2 separate regions of the Mus musculus genome follow, and region 2 is linked to region 1. A link is a contact called in public HiCAR-type data. All regions are on one chromosome and are shown on one strand. The core of a region is the stretch at or near the end of the contact, and the rest is flanking DNA. Distances in the headings are between cores, read along the strand shown.

Evidence for each region. HiCAR-type assays count read pairs that join an accessible place to other places.
Region 2: a HiCAR-type map of astrocytes shows a contact between it and region 1, with 7 times the contacts expected there. The contact joins the promoter of Zfp605 here to the promoter of Pigg in region 1. A contact is called at or near these places in 1 of 39 promoter capture datasets (hippocampal neurons) and 1 of 115 datasets of contacts at active chromatin or transcription factors (astrocytes).

The regions. Positions count from the first base shown.
Region 1 is chr5:108,310,030-108,317,781 of GRCm38.p6, reverse strand. It overlaps Pigg (phosphatidylinositol glycan anchor biosynthesis, class G), which reads right to left and starts at 4,969. Exons shown (of 13, transcript NM_001310689.2): 1 at 4,704-4,969; 2 at 3,618-3,823; 3 at 310-519. The coding sequence starts at 4,857.
Region 2 is chr5:110,106,384-110,114,135 of GRCm38.p6, reverse strand. Zfp605 (zinc finger protein 605) reads right to left here and starts at 4,044. Exons shown (of 5, transcript NM_001163996.1): 1 at 3,819-4,044; 2 at 2,070-2,239. The coding sequence starts at 2,084. It overlaps Gtpbp6 (GTP binding protein 6 (putative)), which reads left to right and starts at 5,939. Exons shown (of 10, transcript NM_145147.5): 1 at 5,939-6,280; 2 at 6,939-7,076; 3 at 7,196-7,266; 4 at 7,353-7,483. The coding sequence starts at 5,965.

The DNA.
Region 1 (7,752 bases), core at 3,720-6,219:
GCATCACCTCTAAATGGTAGCATCCAACTCTACCTAAGGTAGAATGCTTCTGTTTTTAAGAAACTGACCTCTGAAATGAGGCATGTAGGTGCATGCTGTAAGCCCAGCACTCTGGAGAAGGAGCTATGAGTATAGAGAGTTCAAGAATGGCCTTTGCTACACATCAAGTTCTACCCTTACCTAGGCAGCATGGGAGCTTGGGGAGGGGGAGGGAAAGAGAGGGGGAAAGGAAGGAGAAGAGAGAGAGAGAGAGACAGAGACACAGAGTGACACAGAGTGACAAAGTGACACAGAGACAGACAGACAGACCTCTATATAATCTGACACAAAGAATGATGTTGTCCCATCATATTCCACAAAGTGCTTTGGGAATAATTTAACCCATGTTTCATCTCCATAAAAGATAATTCTTTTCCCAGCAGCTTTTGCCTGTCTTAACACATTGTCTTCTAGGAGCACAGGAGAATTGAGATTCCTGATGACATCAACAAAGCCAGGGAGACTTCCTGTCATCAATGCCTGTAGAAAGAAACATGTCAAGACTTAGATTACAGATCCAAAAGTAAAGCACAAGAGACAGGAAGATCAGTTGGGGGTCAAACAGGTGGGTACGAACCTACGGTAGGCCCTATTCTAGAGACCAGAGTCAAAGCTAGGAGGCAAGTGGGCAGGGGAGGAGAGCAAGATAGGACACGGACTTTGGACCAATATATCAAACTCAATATTGAAGACTTGATTATTTAATGAACATGGTTCAGGGAATCCTTACATTGGTAAGATAGTGAAGATGACAATAATAGTTAGACACAGTACCAGCTATGTCTTATTGACAAAGTTAATACTAACATGTGTATAAACACTGATAACATGAGCCTGTATATTCAGACTCTTTGTCAGGGTTTCACATAAGATTTAACCTGCCTTTTGTACAGCAAGCTCGTTAACAAGCAAACCCTAACAACCCAGCAAATCTAATATCTTTTTTTAAGGAAGAAACCCTGCTTGTATACAGTTCTCAAAGTGAACTGGGCCAAGAATGTCAGCGGAACATCAATCACACCTACAATACTGCACCACATAACAGATGGTGGCTGTGAGATCGCCTACCTTCCTGGTTAGAGGAGAGTCAATATTCTCCCCCACTTTTACCACAGACCCTACAAGCCACAGTAATAGTAGTGAATCTTCATAATTTGGAGTTCTATCACCACCGAAAATATCAACATCCAGAGGTTTGTGGTGAAAAGAACAGGAATCTCTGTAATGCCTACAGAATTCTGAAAAGAATTTTTCAGTGGCAAATAAATGCAAACTCCATTTTTAAGATTCTAGAACTTGAACTCAGTGCTATACATATGCTAGACAAGTGCTCTAATGTTGAGTTTTATCACTAGCCAAAAATGTCAATTTAAACCAACCAGACTTCCAGAATGGCAGAATTGAGGAGTTTGGCACCCCTTCCCCTGCACCCCGAGAGCAATGGGAAACCAATAAAAACTATCAAAAGCAGTTACCTTGGAGCTTTAACTGTCACCAAAATCATGTAATGAGCTGTATAGGCATGCTCAAGCAAACACTGTCCCTATGGTTTTTCCTATCTCCTTCCTTCTCTACTTGATCTGATAATGACTCCATTACAGTTGGCTGTGGCAAGCAAAAAAAAAAAAAAACCAACTTGAAATCTGAAACAGGGCTCCGGGAAGGAAGACAACTCCAGACAAGTTTTAAAGCATGCATGTATTTCTGGGACTCTAGAGAGACTCAGAAGTAACCAAAACTACTAGTTCTTCTGGCTGAGGTGGAGTTCCTGATTAAACAGCGAAAGGCGGATCAGACTTGAAAACTACCTAGACAGTCAAATGTCCCAGCACAAATGAGCCTTGGGTAGATTCCTTAATGGGTGACAGGCTCAATCGAACTTTTGCCAATCATGGTCTGGCCCTGAACTACACTAGACCAGAGAAGCCCATTGGAAGACTGGTTTAAAAATAAAAGAATTTGAAAAAAAAATACAATAAAAGAATTTGAAAAGGGGCTGGAGAGATGGCTCAGTGGTTAAGAGCACTGACAAAACTTTCAGAGGTTCTAAGTTCAATTCCCAGCAACCACATGGTGGCTCATGACCATCTGCAATGGGGTCTGATGCCCTCTTCTGGTGTGTCTGAAGAGAGCAATGGTGAGTACATTAAATAAATAAAATAAATAAATGAATCTTAAGAAAGAAAGAAAGAAAGAAAGAAAGAAAGAAAGAAAGAAAGAAAGAAAAGAGAAGAGAAGAGAAGAGAAGAGAAGAAAGGAAAAGAAAAGAAAAGAAAAGAAAAGAAAAGAAAAGAAAAGAAAAGAAAAGAAAAGAAAAGAAAAGAAAAGAAAATCTTTAGGGCCTTGAAAGACTGCTCAATAGTTAAGAGCACTTGACACTCTTGCAGACAGCCTGGGTTCAGTTCATGACAGCTCACAATCTCCTGTAACTCCAGTCTCAATGGATGTAATACTCTTTTCTGCCTTCTGTGGTGCACCTACATGCATGCAGGCAAAACACTCATACACATAAAATGAAATAAATGTTTTATTTAACGCAGCCGCAGATTTTCAGACACTTCTGGTCCTTTCTGCCAACACTCTCCTACTCCTCCTAATAGTGGCTTTTTGAGTGTAATTTCTTCAAACAGGCTTTTCAGGCTCCATGACCTCAGCTGCACTCCTATCTCTCCAGCAGAACTGTACACTGCTCTTTCCTCAGGCACTCATTGCAATGTAACTACATGTTTCTTTGAATGCTTGTTTGTCCAATGCCTTTGTACATCCATAGAGACGACAAGCCACATGAAATCAGTTTCCCCCAAATGTATATTCATTAGAGTATCAACACCTAGTAGTTGCTAAGTACTTCCTCCTCCTCCTCTTCTTTTTTAATTTTATTTTATTTATATGAGTACACTGTAGCTGTCTTCAGACACACCAGAACTGGGCATCATATCCCATTGCAGATGGTCATGAGCCACCATGTGGTTGCTGGGAATTGAACTCAGGACCTCTGAAAGAGCAGTCAGTGTTCTTAACCTCTGAGCCATTTCTCCAGCCTCCCCACCCCCCACCCCCGCCACAATTCTTAGGTAAAGCACAATGCACTTCAGAAGTGCCCTCATCAGACTGAACAACAAATTATGTAGTAGAAGTAACAGCTCTTCAGACCAGTTCATAGTTCTTTGATCATTTTGTATAATTCTGACAAATAATTTAACTTGACCGAGTTTGTCTTCTTGTATATACAGTTAATGAACTAGGCTGAATATGCCCAAAGGCTCCCTCAAGCCTGACGACTAAGGAACACAATAGGCCACCACAAAGGAGGATACCTCCTGGACTACGGTGGCCTGGAAAATCTGGTTCTAAATCCCTCCCCCTTTCCATGAGGGATGAACTTCAGCTACTTAACAAGGGGTAAAAAGATTACCTTATTATGGGATTTCCTCAGCACCCCACTGCCCAGCAACACTGACAACACTGAAATATTTCCCATGTTATTAAAACAGGGTCTCCAAGTCGGTTAAATAATCGCTCTAAACCTTCAAAAGAGCCAAGTCATGATTCATAAAATTTAACCAAGTTAAATTTACCTTGATTCGAGGCATAGTAACTGTGGGTGGCTTTGCCTCAGCCACAAAGCTATGAGATGCTCCTTTTTCTACCAGATACGTTGTGTAGGGCATATACTTCACACCTTTCGACCCAAACACAAAATCATCTCTTAATGCATCTATCAACACAATAACCACTTTACTGAAGAGAGGTGGTGGCAGCTTGGTCCAGTTCGAACGGACTCCTAAAAGTATTTAGAAAAGGGGAAATTAAATTTTAAACTCCATTCAGCACTCCATTGCCTTCAATGTCTTTTTCCTTTGTTCTTCTAGCACACATCAAATCTATTTCAACCTGAAAGAAGGCCCATTTTGGGTAGCCAGTGTTGTGTTAATTTTCTAAGAAACCAAACAAGACAACTGTGAAGGTTCCTTCAAGGGTTGTAACCAGCCTGCAGGTGACTACCAAGAAGGGCATCTCCTGGCTAGGCTGGACAGTATGTTAACAATGAGTAGGTATCCCAGGAATGTGTAGTGCACTACTCTTAGCAAGGTGAAGAGTCCAGGACAGGGCCACTTCTACCTAAGAGACATACAGTTGGAAACTGTGCCTCCCTGAGCTTGCCCTAAAGCCTAGTCTTGCAGGCAGTGAACCTATGGGTTTACATGTCCAGTGGCTGTGATTATATGGACCTGTTTCACTGCAGCGGAGTGGGTATCAGGTGTTTATTTCTGTGTTGGTGAGGCTACTAGGGTGCTAATGCAGAGAGGCCCTAAGCACTGAGGGCCGGGAGGTCTTCTGGGGGAGAGTTGTAGAAAACTGGAGGAGATCTGAAGAAACATCACCTGTTATGCCCTATGGGTCCAAAACTGGAAACCTAAATTGGTAGTGATTGAAAGGATTATTAGGAAAAGGGGTACGAATCACTGAACAGCGGCAAACAAGACGCAAAGTCGGAGTTACTCTGGGAATCCTCTGATTATCACATAGGTCGACATGGGGCGGGAGGCTGCGAATGCCTCGAAGGTGTATGATACACAAACAACACTAAAACAATACAAATTGTTTCCGTGGTGGGGCAGAATGAAAGCGGGAACCACCGAGATGGGGGCGGGGGGCTATACCTGCTACGGGTTCGGGCGCTGGGGTCTCTGCATCGTGCTCTGGTCTAGCAGAGGAACGAACAGGAGCTGGGAAGAATCCCCGAATAAATATCGCGACCCCGATCACCTCAATCGCTACGCAGCTGGCAGCGAAGGCCCCGGAGCCCAGCCGCATTCTGCCCTGCCGCTGGGCCGGTCGGCCCGAAACTTAGTGTAACAGCGGGCGTTGCAAACCCGCACCCAGAGCCCACACCCGGACTGTCAAGAGCTCCCTCCCAGCCTGCCTCGCCAGCCCCAGCGCACAGGAAGTACGTCAGAGTGGCGAGTGCCCGCGGTCGCTCCCTGACGACGTTCCCCGCGGACCGGCCCCGGGGTGATTCTCCCGGGAGTCCCTGCCTCCTCCCGAACCCAAAGGTCCACGGAATCCCCGGCTGATCCATTCGGGAGCCTCGCTTCCGGTGCCACCGAGAGTCCCCGCACCTGCCCCGCCATCTCAGGATTCCAAGTTTGTGCGCCTTGAGCCAGGCGCATCTAGCGCTGCCCAGTGTCGGTGCAGTATTTAGCTGCTGGTGTTTCTGGTGTATTATTAGTCCTACTCACTTCCTCCTGGTGTTATGGCCCCAGTTTTCTGACAGGACGACTCTGACAGACTCGGGTCTGGGGCAAGCCTGCAGATTAAGCGATCCTGATGCGATTGGCAATCAGTGAGTGTGCTCCCCTTCTTTGGAAAGCTGTCCTCTGGAAGGAACCTCTAAACCGTAGGGGGCCACGTGTTTGGTAGGCAAGGTCTTTCCGCTCTAGATGCGGGAATTTTCCCGGGCTCATGCAATGAGACAGAAGCCGGTCTTTGAACAGAGTCCACCCCAGCCTTGTCTTCCTTTGTGCACACTCATTCTCCTTGCGGACCTTGCTTCTGTAAGTCAAAAGACCCAAACCCCTTCTCACGAACTCTGTTTTTCTAGGAAGCCAAGAACAAGATAGAGGTTTTGCTGCTGTTAAGTTGTATGAATTCCTTAATATCTTGGATAGCAACCTTTATATTTGATTTGTAAGCTAAATTTTCATCTAGTTCATGTTTTTTTTTTTTCAGTTTACCATAATCACACGTACTTTTTTTTTTTTTTGGTGGTAATTCTCTGTGAATTTGGTGTTATATGTTTAAGGGGGAAAAAAAGCATCAGTTTTGGTGAAGTTTCTTCTCACCTTTTTCTTATAGGAGTTTTATAGCTTCAGATATTAAATTTTAGTGGTTAACCCATTTTTACTTGATATTTCTGTATGTATAAAGGAAGGGTCCAGTTCCATTCTTCTGCATGTTTACCCAACATGAGTGGTGTTAAAAATATTATGTCATGGATCTCTGTGACTTCCAGGCAAGTTCCAGGACAGCAGCTACATAGAGAAACCCTGTCTGGGGGAGGGGGGAAGGGAATAAAAATAAACAAACAAATAAATTGTGTGTGTGTGTGTGTAGCCTTTGAATTTATCAGTGATTAGTTAATGACATAGTTTATTAATTAGGTGTTTTTATGACAATACCACACTGTCTTATTAAATCAAAATATCAGTAAGACAGTACCACAGGAATATACATGCATGTGCACATAAAATATCAGTAAAGTACATGTAGCAAGTCCTGACAAATGAACGTAGAAATAGGAAATAGAAGAACACTGTTTAGACACTTTAATATCCTAGTGTTGATAATGGACAGAACAACTAAGCAGAAGAGAAAAACAAAACAAAACACAGAAGACACGAACTCTATTGTCCCGCTAGACTACCAACTGCAGTGTGTACATTATTCCTCATTTCACATAAACATGAACTTCTATGAACAAAAGTTCCTGAAAGAATACCACCTTACACTTAACTTCCTACAAGAATGATTAACCAATTAAAACTTCAGACTATATAGTTTGAAGTGTTACATGTTGTCTTAGGGTTTCTATTGCTGTTATAAAACACCATGACCAAAACATCTTTGGGAGCAAAAGGCTTATTTGGCTTAAATATCCTGGGTCACAGTTTGTCTTAGTCAATGTTCTATTGCTGTGAAGAGACACCATGACCACAACTCTTATAAAAGGAAAACATTTAATTGGGGTTGCCTTACATTCAGAGGTTTAGTCCACTATCCTCTTCTCAGATCCTTGACTCTAGCTTGTGTCAAGTTGAGGAAAAAACAAAAACAAAGCCCAACCAGGATAATTGACCCTTGACAACTTGGTATGCAAATAAATTATTCAACTCTGTTCCTTTATTTTTTTTATCCCTAAGATCTCATATAATACTAATAATATATGACATAAGTAACTTTAAAACTCAGGGGTTTTATTTATTTTTAAGATTTATTTTATGTATGTGAATGCACTGTCACTCTCTTCAGACAGATCAGAAGAGGGTATCAGTTGTGAGCCACCATGTGGTTGCTGGGAATTGAACTCAGGACCTCTGGAAGAGCAATCAGTGCTCTTAACTACAGCCATCTCTCCAGTCCCAAACTCATGCAGTTTTAACGTTCCATCTCTTAAAATATATTCAAAGTCTCTCAACTGTGCACTCCTGTAAAATCAAAATTAAGTTATATACTTTCTTACTCCAAGAGGAAAGAATCAGGAAACAGTCATAATAAAATGAGAAGAAACCCTAAGTCCGAAAGTACAACTCAAAAACTTGACTTCATACTCTTCTGAGCTCCAAAAGGCTCCATTTCTCTAGTTCTGCCATTCATAGCACACAGCATGTATGGCAGACTCAGGCTGGCTCTGCTCTCTCTCTCTCTCTCTCTCTCTCTCTCTCTCTCTCTCTCTCTCTCTCTGTGTGTGTGTGTGTGTGTGTTTGTGTGTGTGTGTGTGTATGTGTCTGTCTGTCTGTCTGTCTCTTATCTCTCTCTCTCACCTCCATCATCCTTCCCTGAACCAGGGATTCTATGGTTCTCTGGTCCATCTGGAAACAGCTCTCAGAAGGGAAGCCCGCACAGGGCAGGAACTCTGGATCCCAGGTCTCACCTGCTAATGCCAGTGGCAAGGGCAGCAGTAGCTACAGGGCCAACAAGGGTGTGAGCCCA
Region 2 (7,752 bases), core at 2,795-5,294, 1.8 Mb before region 1:
AGTTTTGATCTAATCAGAGTAGAGCCTATCTATATAGCCAAGATATTTGTAAATATATTTTGAGCCTCAGTTTTATTTCTGAGAACATGGGGCTAGGAGGAAGAACCAGCCATAACTTCTACAGAGACCCATTCTCTTTCTCTTTTCTTGTTTTCTTTTTTTCTTTCTCCTTCTCCTCCTGTTCCTCCTCCTCCTTTGGTTTTTCAAGACAGGGTTTCTCTGTGTAGCCTTGCCTGTCCTGGAACTAGGTCTATAGACCAAGGTGATCTTGAACTCAGAGTTCAGTCTGCCTCTGCTGAGATTAAAGGCATGAAGTCCCACTTCCAGTCGAGTAGGTGGATTTCATGTGAGAGTAAGGGCTAAATTCTCAGGTATATTTTGTAAAACAAAACAAAACAAAACGAAACAAAACACCATCATTTTTGTTTTCTCTCCTCTCCATTGTGAAACAGAATCTTACTATGTAACCCAGGTTGGCAGGAGCTCATAATGTAACCCATGCTAGCCTCAAACTTTTGATTCTCTTAACCTAGCCTTTCAAGTATGCTCTCAAAACAGAATGACTCAGGGATTAAGGCTAAATGAAGATACAAGGATTATCCTTTTACTAAAGAAAGTGGTAATGGTCTTTGGTCTAAAGAAGACCCTCTCTGAAACAAAACAAAAAGAGACAAATAAAATCCGTATGAAGCAAATGACCTAGACTAGATTAAGAACTCCAGGGCAGGATCCCCGTTAGTGTAACTGCATACCTGTTCTTACACTGTAAATTCCCATCTTCCATCTGGGACTAAGTTCTGTGGATAGTCTCACCTTACTGATGCTCTTCCAGCCTAAAGACCTTCAAATCACTCCAGCTTGCTGGCCACATTCTGGAGTCAGAAACTGGTGCTAGGGGAAAGAACTTGGAAGCTGCCTGGCTCTCCAGTGGGTTGAGCAGTCTTTTCCTAGCAAGGCAGCCACTAAGACTCATTCAAGCATGACTTGAATGAGACTCAGGAACTCTTGCTCTTCCTGCTTTCTGAATGCAGGGACAACGTGTATCAACCATGCCCATCTCAACGTCATGGTTGCATGCCTTCCTGCATTCCTAGCACAGATGGTTTCTCGGAGGTCTTGGGGTGTTTCTATCCAGACCTGTAGAGGACACTTGTCTGCATTCTGACTCCGGACCCAGTACTTCTCCATTCCTTCCCTTCTGTAGTTCTCACTCCATACCTCAGGTCTACAAAACTCAAGAGACATTCTATTCAGAACTCCTTCAGCGGTAAGTAGTGAGATAGCCCCTCATTTGTGCTAATGGTCAGACCATTTTCAAGGGAGGTTGGGAGGTACTTCTTGGGTTTTGGGTTCTTCTTTATCCCATTGCAAAAGTGATACAAGACCAATGCATTGTTCTTTGCGGTTTATTGCTTTAACTTTAACTAACCACTTGGCACCTAAAGCTCATCTTGGTCAGCCCATCTATTTATGAGTATTAGGTGAAGGGCTATAATGACCACCCTGCTACATGACTGACTTCTCATTCCTAAAACCATAATCTAAACTAATGTGTATTTAAGACTCCTGCCGGGCTGGTGAGATGGCTCAGTGGTTAAGAGCACTGACTGCTCTTCCAGAGGTCCTGAGTTCAATTCCCAGCAACCACATGGTGGCTCACAACCATCTGTAATGGGATCCGATGCCCTCTTCTGGTGTGTCTGAAGACAGCTACAGTGTACACATATACATAAAATAAATAAAAGTAAAAAAAAAAAAAAAAAGACTCCTGTCTTAGTTTCTAAAATAGTGGTCCAAATTCTTTACATTCATGTTTGAAACTTATATCAAGGAATTCTATACAAACCAGTCTCAAGAAATATAGTAATCGCAGGGTGGCTATTTGGGAATTTGTTCCCTAGACCATCCATTTCAATAGCTATTAGAAAGTTTTGTATTTTCTCTTATTATAATTCAAATCTATTCAGAGTCTAAACTTAAGACCTTTCTTGTTGCAGATTCATGTAAATCTCATACCTCTAAGCAGAGTAGAAAAAACCCATGTGGTAGGATATAAGCAAACAACTCACCCTTGATTCTGTCATCTTCCGCTATATTTAAGGAACTCAAGATGTCATGACTTTTTTCTGTCCTGATTCCAGAGAGCGATATGATATGTGGAACCTAAGAACATGTTCTCACACTTGAGTCCACCTCTTGTTTGTTTCACAGGAACTGTTTCACTCCTGAGAGACGTGGCCTGTGGAGAAACAGATATGTTATGTTAGTATATATCATTAAGCAAAACTGGTTAAGCAAATCTTGGTTTTCTCTTGATGGGAAAGCAGATAATTTAAAGCCTCAGGCTAGATGTCACAAATACTGGGGTATGAAAGAAGTTGGAGTGTGGTTTTCCTGGCTGTCCTGCAACTCACTTTGAAGACCAGGCTGGCCACAAACTCAGAGATCTGCTTGACTCTGCCTCCCAAAAGCAGGGGTTAAAAGCATGCACCACCACCAGCTTAGATTTTTTTTTTTTTTGTAAGAGAACTAAAACTTGTATAAAGAACTAGGTAGGGCAGGAGAGATGGCTTAAAGGTTAAGAGCACTGACTGCTCTTCTAGAGGTCCTGAGTTCAATTCCCAGCAAACACATGGTGGTTCACAACCATCTGTAATGAGATCTGATTCCTTCTTCTGGTGTGTCTGAAGATAGCTGCAGTGTACTCATATACATAAAATAAATAAATAAATCTAAAATTAAAAAAAAATCAACATGTTAAAAAAAAACAAAACTAGGTATAGCCAGGTGTGATTAAAGAATGTGATGGAGGGCTGGAGAGATGGCTCAGTGGTTAAGAGCACTGATTGCTCTTCCAGAGGTCCTAAGTTCAAATCCCAGCAACCACATGATGGCTCACAACCATCTGTAATGAGATCTGATGCCCTCTTCTGGTGTGTCTGAAGACATCTACAGTGTTCTTAAATATAATAAAATAAATCAATCTTTGGGCCAGAGCAAGTGGGGCCAGAGCAAGCAGAGGTCCCGAGTTCAATTCCCAGCAACCACATGAAGGCTCACAACCATCTGTACAGCCACAGTGTACTCATATACATAAAAATAAGTAAATCTTTTCTTAAAAAAAGTATGTGATGGAAAGTAAATAGGAATATCTCTCTGCTTAGGGGGAGTTTGTATACAGCACAAGAGTCAAGAAACTGAAGGAAGAAAAGAAACTTAACCAGTTTGTTTAAAAACATTTTTATTGGGACTGATAGGTGGGTTTCTGAGGCAAGCATAAAAATGGAGAGGGCCACTTTCAGGTTTGCCATTGCTAACAAAGTACAGTCAGATCTAAGCACTATTGTACTTAGACGATAAGTCTTGACAGTGAGCCTCTCCTAGAATCCAAAAGGTGAAAGATTTAATCATTTCTGCTGTTTCTCAGGAAGACAGGGTCCTTATGGCACCCGAATGACTGATGATTACTGTCTTCACCAACAAAAAGAGCACACATACATGCCGTCCGGGACTCACTGGTTTACAAACATACAAAGCAACCCCTTCCCGCCCCACAAGACTTGTCTGGGGAATCCCACTAGTTCTTCATTTACCTGGCATTGACACCTGTTCTCACAGGCCAGAATGTTCTGTGTTCGGATGTTCCATCATCTAATCCGCGTGCCTTATTGTCCCTGACAGGGTGCAGCATCAGTAATGGCACCGTCACCTTCTCCCACCCTCCTCCTGCACTCCCTCCTTCAGCCACCTCTTCTTGCCCCAACCTCCTACCAGGCTGTTGGACACAATCCCTCAAGAGTGCTCAGGGCCCGCCTCACCTTAATCCTTACCAAAACCGGGACCGCCATTCTGCGCATGCGCAATTCCCCTCTCCAATGGCTCCGCACCTGCTCCAGGCAGAGCCTAAACGCTCTTTGAGTTTGCCAAAGACCAGATTGGATACAGACTTAGCTCTCTACAGGATCACGTCATCTGTCACTAGCTTCACTAGGGCTTACTGCAGACCTAACAGCTGCAGAGTCGGTGTGGCCCAGTAGAGGAAGTGTCGATGTAGAACTACATTTCCCAGAGATCCACTGGGGCAAATGTGCCTGGGACTGAAGGATGGGCTTCACTTCCGGACCCACCCCTCCACCCCCCACCCCCAGCCTTCATGTTCCCTTAAGACGATGTCATCAGCAAGGGCCCTTACCGTTGTATTGTCTCACTGGCCTGAAGTATTTTACTACTACTACTACTTCTTCTTCTTCGGCCCTTACCGTTGTATTGTCTCACTGGCCTGAAGCATTTTACTACTACTACTACTACTACTACTACTACTTCTTCTTCTTCTTCTTCTTCTTCTTCTTCTTCTTCTTCTTCTTCTTCTTCTTCTCCTTCTCCTTCTCCTTCTCCTTCTCCTTCTCCTTCTCCTCCTCCTTCTTCTTCTTCTTCTTCTTCTTCTTCCTCTTCTTCTTCTTTTAAAGATGCATTTATTTTATGTATGTGAGTACACTTGTCGCTGTCTTTAGACACACCAGAAGAGGGCATCAGATCACATTACAAATGGTTGTGAGCCACCATGTGGTTGCTGGGATTTGAACTCAGGACCTCTGGAAGAGCAGACAGTGCTCTTAACCACTGAGTCATCTCTCCAGTCCTATTTTATTTCTTAAAACTCTTTTTTATTTTAAAATGTATTTGTTTATTTCATGTATATTAGTGTTGTGCCTTATATGCTTGTGCACTGTGTGCATGCTTACAGAGGCCAGGAGGGTGTTGATCCTCCTAAGACTGTTGTGAGCTCTTATGTGGGTGGTGGGAATTAAACTTGTGTCCTCTGGAAACGCACCCCTGAGCCATCTTTCTGTCACCCAAAGCAGATAATTTAAAGGAAGAATTCATTAACTTTTAAATATCTCTTGATGTTCTTGGCTTCTATACCCAAATTAGACATTTCAGCACTACTGTCTGCATCCAGGAAGATACTCATGAAGAGCCAAATATGTGAGTGCTAGGAACTGAACCCCAGTCCTCTGGAGAAGCAACCAGTGCTGTGACATCTTGAACTATTTTAATCATGACTATGTTCAGTGGAGCAGCCAGTCTCTTTACTAGTCTGAGAGACATCTCCAGCTTGGGTTTTGTTTTGTTTTGTTTGTTTGTTTTGTATCCCCTAGTTCCCTGCTTCAGGCAAGTAAGCTAAATGGATTGTCAGCAGCACACATCCCAAGGCTTGATTTGTTCCTACTTTATATGAATATGTCCCCACAACTCCACTCCAGAAAATATATAAATGACTTGAAAAAAAGATACACAGGAGAGAGAGAGAGAGAGAGAGAGAGAGAGAGAGAGAGCGCGCAGCTATCCCAGGTCACAGATATATTCCATTTAGTTCCTTCTAGTTCTTGGTACTGAACATCCTCTAGCCTACCATCTGTGACTCCATCTTCCTCTGTGTTGAGGAGAGTTTCCTGTGGCCCAAGTAAGTTTCAACAGAAACATGAATATTTGTAATTTCTTATAACTAAGCATAAAAGCTAACACATTTTATAACTTATTTGAATTCTATTTTAACATTCAGTGCTAGATTATTTCAATAGCCTATGTCCTTTATACCTAACTTTATTGTCTTCATAAAAGTTGTCATAGGCCAAACCCTGAGTTCTATTGAGTCCTGTGTTGTTCCTTTTGAAATTGCTGTGCCTACACTAACTCTATTCAGATCTTCCACCACTAGGCTTATTTTTATTTGTTTTGTTTTAGAGGCATTGTCCTTTCGGCCCCGCCCCTCGCCGCATGCGCCTTGCTGTCCTTTCTCCCTGACCCCGCCCCTATCCAAGTTTTTCGCTGCGGGTAAGCGATCTGCTCTCGATCCTCCCAGAGCCACCCTTCGCGGCACGCACATGCGCCCTGTTGTTCTTCCCGTCCCTCCCTGCTCTCCCTCCCCCGCCCCCGCAGTCTCTCGCTGCGCGCGCACGCGCCATGCTTTTTCTGCGCGCCGCCGTGCTCCCGGGGTTCTGGCTCCCGCGTGTGCGCCGCGTACAACTCGTTCGGAGCCCCGCGGTGACCCTGCCAAGTCCCGTCCGCACTGTCCACGCCGGGAGCCGGGTCTGGGGGAGCGCGTGGGCGGGGGGCGGTCCCGTCCGTGGTGGGGGCGAGGAGGACCCCCGTGAGGACGAAGAGGAAGAGGAGGATGAGCTGCTCCGCGCCCCACCCCTCCTGCCCTTGGATACACAGCGCGTTTGCGTCCTGCATCCTGACGTCAAACGCCCGGCCGGAAAAAAGCCTCGAAGCACAGGTATCGGGTAGGGCGAGAGTGGGGATTGAGCAGGGAAGCCGGAAGGGGCGAGGACCTGAAGGCCGAAACTTACTAGTGCTATACAGGAAGGCCACGGGGAATTGGGGCGGCGGTGACGCCTAGTTCTGGAAGGGGCGGAGTCACGAGAAAGGAAGGAGAAGCCGAGGGAGGAGCACTGGGGGCAGGGTACTATGATGGACATCGGGCGTACGGTAGAGAGTGTGGATAGTCTGGGATGTGCTGGGTTCGTGGCTGCTCTCCTGGTGGAGTCGGAGTCTGGCGAGCTTGCGTGCTGGGGGCGTGATCTGGCTGAGCATGTGATGGTACCTGGGCCTGCCCGATGGGTGAGGCTGCGCGTGCTCCGGGTGGGACCTTGGGGCGGGACTATCCTAAATTTGTAGGCGGAGTCTGGGGGGGGGGAACATTGGGCGCTGGGGGCGAGTCCTAGAGGTTCTGCCTTTCCCTGGTAGAGCTTTGGATCATGGCCTGGCGAGCTTCTTAGGGTTGTGATGTGAGCTGCAGGGTGGGGACATGGTGTGGGCGGGGGATGCGGACTCTGCGCGGGCGCGGTTTCATCCCAGAGCTAACCCTGTCCACCGCCGTGGTCCGAGGTCTTCCCGCTCGGCCCTTGACTGGATGGACCCTTGTGTCCTCACAGCGGAGTGGCAGGTGGCAGAGGCGGCCGCCCTGGTGCGCGCACTTCCAGGATGGTCGGTCGCGAGTACCCTGGTGGTGCCCAGCGCAGCGCCTGGCAGCAGGCTGGTGTTCGGCAAGGGCAACTTTCAGGACGTGACAGGTGAGCGGTACCTCACCTTTGGCCGCTGGGCATGCGCCTCACCTGCGCTGGTGTAGGATGGGTCAGACTGCCTCCCGTCCTCCTCCTAACCCCATGACGGGCCACTCCCTGTGCTCCAGAAAAGATCAAGGGATGCCAGGACATCACGTCCGTGTTCCTGAACGTGGAGAGGATGGCGCCACCGACCAAGGTTCCCTTGTGTCCCCCCTGATCCTCACATGACCCATGACACCATGTGACCCCTGACTGATCCCTGCGTGGCCCCCATCTCCTCAGAAGGAGCTGGAGTCCGCTTGGGGTTTGCGTGTGTTCGACAGATTCACCCTAGTTCTGCATATCTTCCGTTGTAACGCACGCACGAGGGAGGCCCGGATGCAGCTGGCGCTGGCAGAGATCCCGCTCCTCAGGTTCGCGGGTGATGTTCCCCGCATGTCCTCCCCTCGTGTTTTTACCACCTGCCCTCTCAGGGAGTCTGTGGGTGATGCAGCATGTAGTGCTCCCCACATGTTCTCTTCACATGTCCTTGGGTACTCTCCGTATGTCCTCCCTACATGTCCTCCTTGCGTATCCTCTCGCGTGACTGTAGATGCTGCAACAGGTGGCAGGTGGTGCTCTCCGCAGTTCCTCCCCGCATGTCCTCTGCACATATCCTTGGACGCTGTGACAGGGGTGCTCC